3 separate regions of the Mus musculus genome follow, and all the other regions are linked to region 1. A link is a contact called in public Hi-C data. All regions are on one chromosome and are shown on one strand. Each heading gives the region's core, a stretch centred on a gene start, on an enhancer-like site or on the middle of the called end of the contact. The rest is flanking DNA. Distances are from core to core; before and after follow the strand shown. Region 1 has its middle 11 kb from the start of Gm29679. Region 2 has its middle 34 kb from the start of Gm30536. Region 3 has its middle 4.4 kb from the start of Gm30536.

Region 1 (3,168 bases), core at 638-3,137:
AGAATGTATCAGTCCCAAGAGATCAAGGCGATCTGCTCCACCCTAAGTGCCTGGCTCACAGACGATGGCCAGTCAATGCTCACTGCGCCATTAAGTTACCTAAAATCAAAGGAGCTAGGACAGGTCAGCTGGGGTCCACAAGGGGGTTGCCTAGAAACAGCCGGGCTCTTGAGTCGGGACTTAGGTCCTGGAGCATTCCAAGCTAAGCGGAAGAGAATTCCAGGTGCATCAGGACTCCATAAGCAGGGCCCAGGACACACACACCTCAAGTGCTGTCCTGACTTCTGAGCCCAGCAAAGGCCCAGATCTTAGGCCGTTTGACAACAGCCCTTTCAAAATTAACTGGATGTTTTATTCATCCTTAAATTCTTTAAAATTGCAAATCAAACAGTTGCGGGTGCTCGGCTAGCCTCGGCTTCTGGGCTCTTGTGTTGCAAATAACTGTGCTCTCCTGCATACCAAGCGGACCTTTCTGCGTCCCAGGAAAATGAATCTCTTTTGGTGTTCATTGCGCTAATTGCATCCACAGCGGAGGCAGAGCAAACATCTTTCCCTCCTGATTTGCATTATGCAAAACCTTAATCTCCCCAAGTTTCCTAAAGCCTTGTGAATGATTCACAGCCTTCCAATGCCTGGAACAGCTCGGCTTGATCTGCTTGTCCATATAAATTAGATTTACTGAGGAAATAAAGGAGGCTCGATACTATAAACTATTGGGAAGATGACCCCCGAGTGTGGATGCCCCATAAATTTGTGTCTTGGGGGGTACTGCGAGGCTGCTGATCACACACATATTGCTAGATTTATCTCTTTTGGGCTATTATTGACATGAAGAGGAGAGTAGATTGCCATTGGGAGCCACTGTGCTGTCTGGGAGAGGGGCTGGCTCTCCCTGAACTGGCAAAAAGTGGCTTACAGAAAGCCTTCTCCAGACAAGGGGCCACCAGGAGAGGACTCAGGTTGAAGCAAAAGCGTGCAGGAGAGGCTGGATTCGAAGGCAGCCGAGTTCAGCCTGTGACACTGAGGAGGTGACCGCCCCTTCCCTTTGTTCCCTCACCTCCTGTTGGGGAAAACAAAACATTTCCAAACTTAGAGGGCTAGAGGAGGTCCCAGATGGAGTCTCCGCTGCACACCTGGGCCTCCTTCTAGGAACTAGTGGGGACCAAGATAGCAGGCCCAGGCTTCCAGGTGCTCAGAGAGCTCACTGGAAGAGCTCCATCCACAATGAGAGCTTACATGGTGGTGCCGGAGAGGGGGATGGTAACATTAGCCAGATTACAGGCTCAGACCCAACGCTGTGAAGGTGTGCAGAGCCAGCCCCGATGCCAGAGCCTGTTAGTGCTGTAAGCCTGCTGCCCTGGCAACCAGAAATGCCAGGCACGACTGTGCCAGGTTCTGATGTTGGGCTTCAGATCATTATTTCTGTTATTATTTACATGGCCATTGCACAGATTTGAAAGCTGAGTCCTACTTTAGAATCTAAGTCTGCAGGACGCCCCTACCAAGCGTCTTCCTTCTCTAGTCCCCTAGAGTGGGGCTGAGCAGGGGAAAGGGGGAGTTATTAGTGTTTATGCTAATACCTGTCAGCTGGAAGTTTCTACTCTGTGCTATCTGATGGTAAAGATCAGGGTCTCTGCGACCACAGTCCCCTTTCTCAGAGACCTCTTGTTGGCCTCTGCCAGGCATTTCCTGCTGGGATTTACTCGTGACTTCCTGTCCTTTGCCAACTGCAGACCTGCAGGAAGATGGTGGAGATGGAGGAGGCAGGCAGGATTTGTATTTCCTGTTGGTTTCTTACTGTTTCTGCCATTCCCACCAACACCACAGCGGCGCCCTTAGACGCCCCACATCCCCAACCAGCCCCGCCTATGAAATGTCTCAGCCCCGCCTATGAGGCATCTCAACCCCGCCTACGAGGCTTCTCAGCCCCGCCCTCCGCTCTGCAGCATAAGGCCCAGATCTACGGCGTATTCAAGGGTCAATAAGTTTTCCCCTTAAAAGTGTCACTAACATTCCTGAAAGTGTGGCTTGTGAGCCCCCACCCCCTCCCTCTGCATTGTATGAGGACAGTCATAAGCAATTTCCGGACTCAGGAGCATGGCTGTGCTCTATACAACTCCATATACAAGCACTTAGTCTAGTCATGAGTAATAGCTGCCTGAGCACATAGATGAGGGTTCGTCTTTGTCTCAGCAAGACAACTCCGTGCTTGCATCCTGCATCTTTAGGCTTTAAACAGCCACGTGTCATCGACACTGTGGGCCAGAGTGATGCTGACAGAACAGAAAGAGAAAGGCTCTTGAAGTTCATGCCAAGGCTGGAGGTCAGCACAGGCTGAGGAAGTGCGGGCTCATACCACTGGCACCAATGGGAAGACTCGAAACATTTAGATCTCATAAACTGGTCCGGATAGGACGATGCCCCACGCAGCTGCCAATGAGGTGTCGGTGGGTGTGCTGGGTGTGCTGATTGGTAAAATAACACCTCTGGAGCAGCAGTAGCGAGTGACTTCACCACCTGACTGGGTTTAAAGTCAGTCTCCAGGAACCATTTGATTCTCCACAGGCCAAACATGCACGTTAGCTGGGGTGTGATGAGGTTCGGCACAGCGTCTCTGGAGGCACAGAACGGTTGGAAGCAAGTTATCTGAAGGGCCCCGTCTCTGACTCCTTTGAATGTCTTTCTTCACATGATTGGAGGAACACTGCGATCCAGACTGACTGAGTGGACCACCAACCAAATAGAGACCGGCTCCCCTTCATGAACTAACCATTAAATTCAGAATATCTGGGCCATTGTGATGATATGGCTGGTAAAGGCCTTTGCTGCCTGGCCTTACAACCTGAGTTTGATGTCCAAGAATCATGTGATGGAAGGGAGAGAACTGACTTACACACACACACACACACACACACACACACACACACACACAATGAGTGCACACTCACATACACACACACACTTATGTGATTTTTAGAAACTAAGACCGGAATCCCTAGCAAGTGCCCCCAGATAAACACATTCCCCGATCCCACAGAACACTCTGTCCTCCAGCGTCCTCATGCGAGCTCCCCAGCCACAAACTGTTGCAACCATTTCCAAGAACAGTCTCTGTCCCCCCAAAGCGACACTATACCTGCCTTTGGTGCTTGTGGCTGTGGCCAGTGA
Region 2 (2,962 bases), core at 8-2,507, 330 kb before region 1:
GCAGGGTCCTTGCTGGGGATAGGCCAAGCAGGTGTGAGGTGGGGATTCTTGCAGGGATGCAGGTCTGGTGAGGCCAGGGTCAAAGTTCAAAGTTCAGGCCTGGTTGCAAAGAAGCCTAGAGGACCTGGCTAAAACTTGGTGAATGAGAGTAGTTGTCCAAGGATGAACTAAATGTTCTTTTGCCCCAGATTAATAGATTTTTCCTCCCCTGTGTGTGTGTGTGTGTGTGAGTGTGTAGGATGTCTTCTGGTGTTTTGCTCTATGTCTTGGTCTTGGTCTATGGTCTTGCTAGCCAGCCAGACCCTGAGATCCTCCTGTCTCCCATGCCCACGGTACTGGGGTGTGAGGCACACTTACAGCCATGTCTGACCTTTTACATGGGAGCTGGGAATTCCAACTCAGGTCCTCCTTGGCCACTCCAGTGCACTTCATTAACATTCTTTGTAGGCCTTTCTCCCTGCCCCCCTCTACTGGGGATTGAACCTGCGACCCTATGCATGCTGGTGGAGCACTCCCCACCCCCAGTTGGTGGGGCACTCCCCACCCCCAGCAGACCTTTCAGCCTTTTCAATGGTATTTCTGTTCATGGTTTGTTTTCTTTCGTTTTGGGTCAGGGCTCTCTGTGAGCAACAGGAACAGATTTGGCCACAGAGGGGCCAGTTTCAACTGCTTGTGATGTTTTGGTCACCCCACTTAATGAGCAGCTTCCAGGAAGAAAGCACACATTGCCTGGGTGAGGGGCCAGTCACCCTGATTGGCAGGCCTTCCTGAGTGTGTGGGGGAAGGCCTTGTTCTCCTGAAAAGAACTGGGCTCTTGTTATCGGGGAGAGAAACACAGAAGCTGTAGGCCATGGGAAGGTGGCTGCCTGCCCTCCCACACTATTAGCTCTCCGTCCACCCTTCCTCCTACATCTTATCTCAGGATGCTCTCTTACTGCAGAATGAGGTATAGAAACAGAATAACCAGTATAGGCACCATTAACGCTATACTCAAGAACAGATCAAAGGAACTGACTCGCAGGACACTGCTTAGAGTAGAAAAAGGACAATATTAGTATGCAAAAAAAAAAGTATCTAAACACTTCTGTGATGTGAGGCTCCTAAGAGATGTGTGAACCTGTGGCTTTAAAAGCAGCAAGATGTCAACCTCAGACACTACCTGCTTGAGACCTCAGGAGACTCAGGACAGGCGTGGGGTGGCCACAGGGCGTGACACACTCCACAGACATCAAAGAAACACCAAGCGCCGAGGGATGGCTGGCTGGGAAAGTCCCTGCCCAGTCGGTGTAAGCATGAGAACATAGAGAGAAGCTGGTGCAGTGGGGTGAGCCTGGAATCTCAGTACTGGCAAGGTGGGGACAGGAGGATCCCTGGGGGCTCAACAGCCAGACAGCTTAGTCTACTTGAATTGTCTCTAAAATCTTCCCAGATCTTTCACTAGCTACTGAGTTAAATAAAATTTTGACACATGGTTATTTGATGTTTGTGAAATAGTTATGACTTTATCTTTGAGAAACTGGTTCAAACACGGCAGAGATGAATCTCCAACTTTTTAAAAGTTCTTCCCTTTACTATATATTTTTTTAAAAAAATTATTCTCATCAAATATTCAGAAACATTAAACAAACAAAAACTACCCCGAAGTTCAGTGTGGATGCAGAAGGATGCAATGTTTGTATTCATGAGCGGAGGAGTTGTGCCCTGGGCTTTGTGGATCCTAGAAAACCCCTCTGGCTACACCTCCTTCTCTTGTCTGCTCCTCCAGGCTGGTCATCCCAGTAGATCACCACTATAGATCACCCCTGTAGATCTCCACTATAGATCACCCCTTTCCTCCCTCTCATAGGCTAAGCTCATGGCCATCTTAGGCTGTGGCTTCTGTATGTCATCTCTGGAAGCCAAGAACTGTGTTCTCCCTATTTGCCATCCACCCAGGCTCCCTCTGCATCGCCCCCCCCCCCCCCCCGTGAGCTCAAGTCTGCAATGGATGCTGTGGCCTGTGCTTTTGGGCAGAGACGGAGGTGCGTAGAGACACTCTGTCACGCTCATTGGATGGATGTGGATCTGCCAGCTGAGACCTTCCTCCTGGGCTCAGCTGAGTCATTTCCCCTTCCCATTTTGGCCTCAAGGCCGTGTCCACAGGCTTTCTGAACCCTCCTCTCCAGAGGGATGGATTAGGTTGGGTTGGGTTGGGTTGGTCAAGGGCAAAGTCAGGGCACACAATCCTCCTAGAGCTGATCTTCTCCAAGGGGGAAGTGGACATCAAATACCTGGCTTGTGTCTCCTGGGCTCCTCGGTGCCCTCCTACCTGGCTTTGTCATTACTTTGATCCTTTGATCAAACAATTTCTGAATGTGTGTGGGGCTTAGGGTTTGAAAGCCAGAGCCAGGCACCAGGCATGTGGGGATATGATGGACAGAGACTGGGGGCCCGGTAGGGAGGGGGTGAGTCACAGAGTCTGGATAGGGGACATATGAGAGTCTAGTGGAAGCAACAGAGAGGGAAAATCACCTTGACAGAGGGACCAGCTTCTGCTGATGGGAAAGCTGGAGAGTGAATGAAATTTGCAGTGACTCAGTTTTCCACGCCAGCTCAGTGGAACTCAACAAACCCAACTCAGCACAGTCCAGCCCAACTGGTTACAACCGATCAGATCCTTCTACCCTCCCCACCTGACTCCAGCCCATTCTGCTCCACTCCAGCCACTCACCCCTCCTCACTAGTGTAATTCCAACCTAGTCCAACTGTAGCAGCCCAGCCCTGGAGTCAAGCACAAAACCTTTTACTGAAGCAGTCTCCAGAAGCCAGCCTATGACCTCCAAGAGCTCTCGGCCTTCCAGGGAAAGCTGGTATTGGAGGGGAAAGGGGTGGACAAGAGCAAGGGACATGATGCAAGGGCACGGCAGCACAAGATGGCCGCTTAACACAACGCCAGGGAATGTGTGCAGAGTTCGAGCTGTAA
Region 3 (2,887 bases), core at 307-2,806, 360 kb before region 1:
CTCGATGGATCTTCCGCTTAGGCCATTGAGGCAGAGTCTCTCAATCAAACCTAGAATTCACTGGCATGGCTGGTTCTTGCCACCCACCTTGCTCTAGAACACCCTCCCCCACCCATCTGCCTTCAGAGGCTGCAGTTATAGGGCCACCGGTTGTTCCCATTTCTGTGGGTTTCTGGGGATCAGGAGTCTGGCCTTCATGCTTTCATCCCAAGCACTTTCAAACGCTGAGCCATCTCCCAAGCTCTATGGAACTCTTGCCCCAACTATATACTTCAGTGTGTGTGTATGCATCTGTGTGTGAGTGTGTGTGTATGTGTGCATGTGTGCACATGTGTATATAGGTCTACCTACAGAGGCCAGAAGTGAGCCTCAGATTCCTTGAAGCTGGAGTGACAGGCTTTGGTAAGCCACTTGATGTGGGTCCTGGAACTCTGGACTCCTGTCTCCTGATAGAGCAGTGAGTGCCCTTAACTGCTGAGCCATCTCTCGAGCTTTGGCTTGGCTTTGTGTTCACCTTATTGATTGATAGTTTTAAAAACGTCCTTACTGCTTTGTCTTGACACAAAGGTGGTCTCATTCCACTCATCTTTTAAAGTCTCTGGTTGATGGTGGAAGCCTTCGCTCTGTGCCCCCCCACCCCGTGTTCTCCATCTTCTAGCGTCTCACGTGTGTGGGATCCCCTCAGACCTCAAGTGTCTGTGCACTCCTCTGTCGGCTTGTGAGGGCTTGTGGGATGGTGGGACGGACTGAAACAGTGAGGCTAGCCGGTTGTCAGTCTCAGTTACATCTATGAAGTCCCTTGTCCCATGTTAACTAATGTGACCGTGGGCAACGCCTCAGATGGCAGAGCTCCAAGGGACCCATCCAATGTTGAGGAGATAACCCAACTGGTAAAGAGTGAAAACATTGATCAGAAATTTCAGAGATGTGTGTGGCCACTGAGTCATAGAGACTCAGGCAAAGCCACCATGTGACAGACGACCTTCAAGAGCGACACAAACATCAGAGGTTTTCTGTGTACCCGAAGACACCTTGTATCATGGCGGTTCTTCAAGGCGCACCAACATTATGAGCCAACAGTTTCAGCCTTTGGGGGCTAAGCCCTTAGTCTATAGCCGTACCAACCCAAATGCTCCTGATCTCAGAAGCTAAGCAGGGTCGGCCTGGGTAGTCCTTGGATGGGAGAAAGCTGACTGAACTTACTGTTGGACCTGGCAACCTCCAGAAGAGTAAAACAGCCTCATTCAGGGTAGGCTCAGCTCGAGCCATGACGATGCCCATCAACACGGAGAATGGATAGTCACCGAGAACGAGGCTGCCAACTGCGACAAAAGGATAAGGTTGCTGAGGACATCATTGTGCACAGATCCCAAGAGTATTATGCTAAGTGAAGAAGCCAGACACAGTGTAACCGCTACACTTGCGTGTGATCCTAGAACATTCACAATTCAAGCCACGCTGACAGATAGTGGTTTGCAGGGGCCGGGAAGACGGGCAGGAGGGGATTGTGTTTTCTCTGGTGATGTCGTCTTTTAGATGGTGACTGTCACAGTGGTTATGAGGTTTCCTACACTTGTCAAAACTCATCAAAACGCTCACTTAAAGTCGCTGACTTCCACTGTCTGCAATTAACTTCCCATAAAGCTTATTTTTAAAAGCAGCATTATGTCACTAACATTAATGGCAAATCACCGCTCACTGCCAAAATAGCAGGCAACTGTAAAAACAAATACATATATTTTAAAAGGGTCGGAAAGGAAAACAGACAGCCCAGCTGTCATGAGTGTCTGTGCCCCAGTTTGTTTTTGTGTGCTCCAAGACTCCAGCCGGGGGGGCAGGGTCACATCTGCAGAGCCTTCCCACCACACAGTAGACCACCGGAGCTGTGCTGGGGACCACAAGGAGGGAGGTATTTTGAGTGGACATAACGTAGCATCGGTTTGGTGCAGGAAAGCTGTGGTATTACTCCATGACCATGCCAGCTACGTCAGCAGATAACCAGGAGCTGTGTTTAGTGAGAAGTGTTTCATATCTCCGGGACTTAGCACATGTGTCTCCCTAGCTGAGATTGCTTCTCCTTCATATCTAAGATAGCCAATACCTTCTTATCCTTAAGGGTGCTGTCGTCTCAGTTTCAAAGTATCCCCTCAGATGGGCCTTTTCTGACAGCCCCCCAGCTTTTGTAGCAAGGCTGCTCTTCAGTCAGTTTCTCTCTGCGTCAGCTCCTGTTCATTCTTTTCAAGGCATTTAAATAAGTAGCTTGGTGGCTGAGTGAATTTCTTGCATGTACTTGTCCCGTGTTTCGGACTGACCAGAGGCCCCAGCAGGTTAGAGGCAGGCAGGTCTAGACTGCCCAGTGTGGTTTCCCCAGAGCCCGCAGGGGACCTGTCACCTGGCAGGCTGCTTCAGTTTTCCTTGGCTGCACAATAAATTACCGTGAACTTGGCATGTGTGGTGCCTGTGGATCAGGACGAGAGGTCTGATTTAGCCAGGCCCCCAGGTCAGAGTCTCGAAGGCTTCAATCAAAGGGCTGTGGAGACGGCCCAGTGGGTAAAGCGTTTGCTGTGTAAGTGTGTGGACCTGAGTGGACCTGAGTTTGGTCAAGGCTGGCCTTGACCATGTGAGCCTGTGGTCCTGGCACTGGAGAGGCAGAGACAGGCAGAGCCCAGAGCCTCGCTGGTGGGACCATCTAGCCCAAACAGTGAGCTTCAGGCTCAGTGAAGGACCCCTGTCTCTATAATGTGGACAATGACAGAAGAAGACACTCAGACAGACCTCTGGCCTCCTTGTGTGCATGTGTACGTGAACACATCTGCTCACATGTGCGCGCACACACACAAACCATGTGTACATACACAAAGATTGCAGGTAAGACGTGGCATGATGC

What was found. Hi-C and Micro-C count contacts between places; a contact is called where the count stands out from the background.
Region 2: a Hi-C map of bone marrow-derived macrophages shows a contact between it and region 1, with 33 read pairs. The contact joins two enhancer-like sites. A contact is called at or near these places in 1 of 15 datasets of contacts at CTCF or cohesin (large pre-B cells), 9 of 484 Hi-C or Micro-C datasets (the 63-12 cell line, bone marrow-derived macrophages, cortical neurons and 4 more), 6 of 115 datasets of contacts at active chromatin or transcription factors (T-cell acute lymphoblastic leukemia, astrocytes, embryonic basal ganglia and 3 more) and 4 of 9 other capture datasets (embryonic stem cells, embryonic tail, embryonic trunk and 1 more).
Region 3: a Hi-C map of bone marrow-derived macrophages shows a contact between it and region 1, with 24 read pairs. The contact joins two enhancer-like sites. A contact is called at or near these places in 3 of 15 datasets of contacts at CTCF or cohesin (embryonic stem cells, large pre-B cells and pro-B cells), 16 of 484 Hi-C or Micro-C datasets (the C10 cell line, the HL-1 cell line, bone marrow-derived macrophages and 4 more), 12 of 115 datasets of contacts at active chromatin or transcription factors (acute myeloid leukemia, astrocytes, embryonic basal ganglia and 6 more) and 1 of 9 other capture datasets (embryonic stem cells).

What each region holds. Positions count from the first base shown.
Region 1 is chr2:166,551,779-166,554,946 of GRCm38.p6, forward strand. No RefSeq gene overlaps it. Among named protein-coding and RNA genes, the nearest start is that of Gm29679, 11 kb to the right of the region's middle. Within about 2 kb of position 1,888, at least 104 of the 459 cell types and tissues checked have an H3K27ac peak or open chromatin away from gene starts, as enhancers often do. A contact at or near this core is called in bone marrow-derived macrophages and natural killer cells, where this site is marked.
Region 2 is chr2:166,226,479-166,229,440 of GRCm38.p6, forward strand. No RefSeq gene overlaps it. Among named protein-coding and RNA genes, the nearest start is that of Gm30536, 34 kb to the left of the region's middle. Within about 2 kb of position 1,258, at least 37 of the 459 cell types and tissues checked have an H3K27ac peak or open chromatin away from gene starts, as enhancers often do. A contact at or near this core is called in bone marrow-derived macrophages and natural killer cells, where this site is marked.
Region 3 is chr2:166,188,590-166,191,476 of GRCm38.p6, forward strand. No RefSeq gene overlaps it. Among named protein-coding and RNA genes, the nearest start is that of Gm30536, 4.4 kb to the right of the region's middle. Within about 2 kb of position 1,557, at least 7 of the 459 cell types and tissues checked have an H3K27ac peak or open chromatin away from gene starts, as enhancers often do. A contact at or near this core is called in bone marrow-derived macrophages, where this site is marked.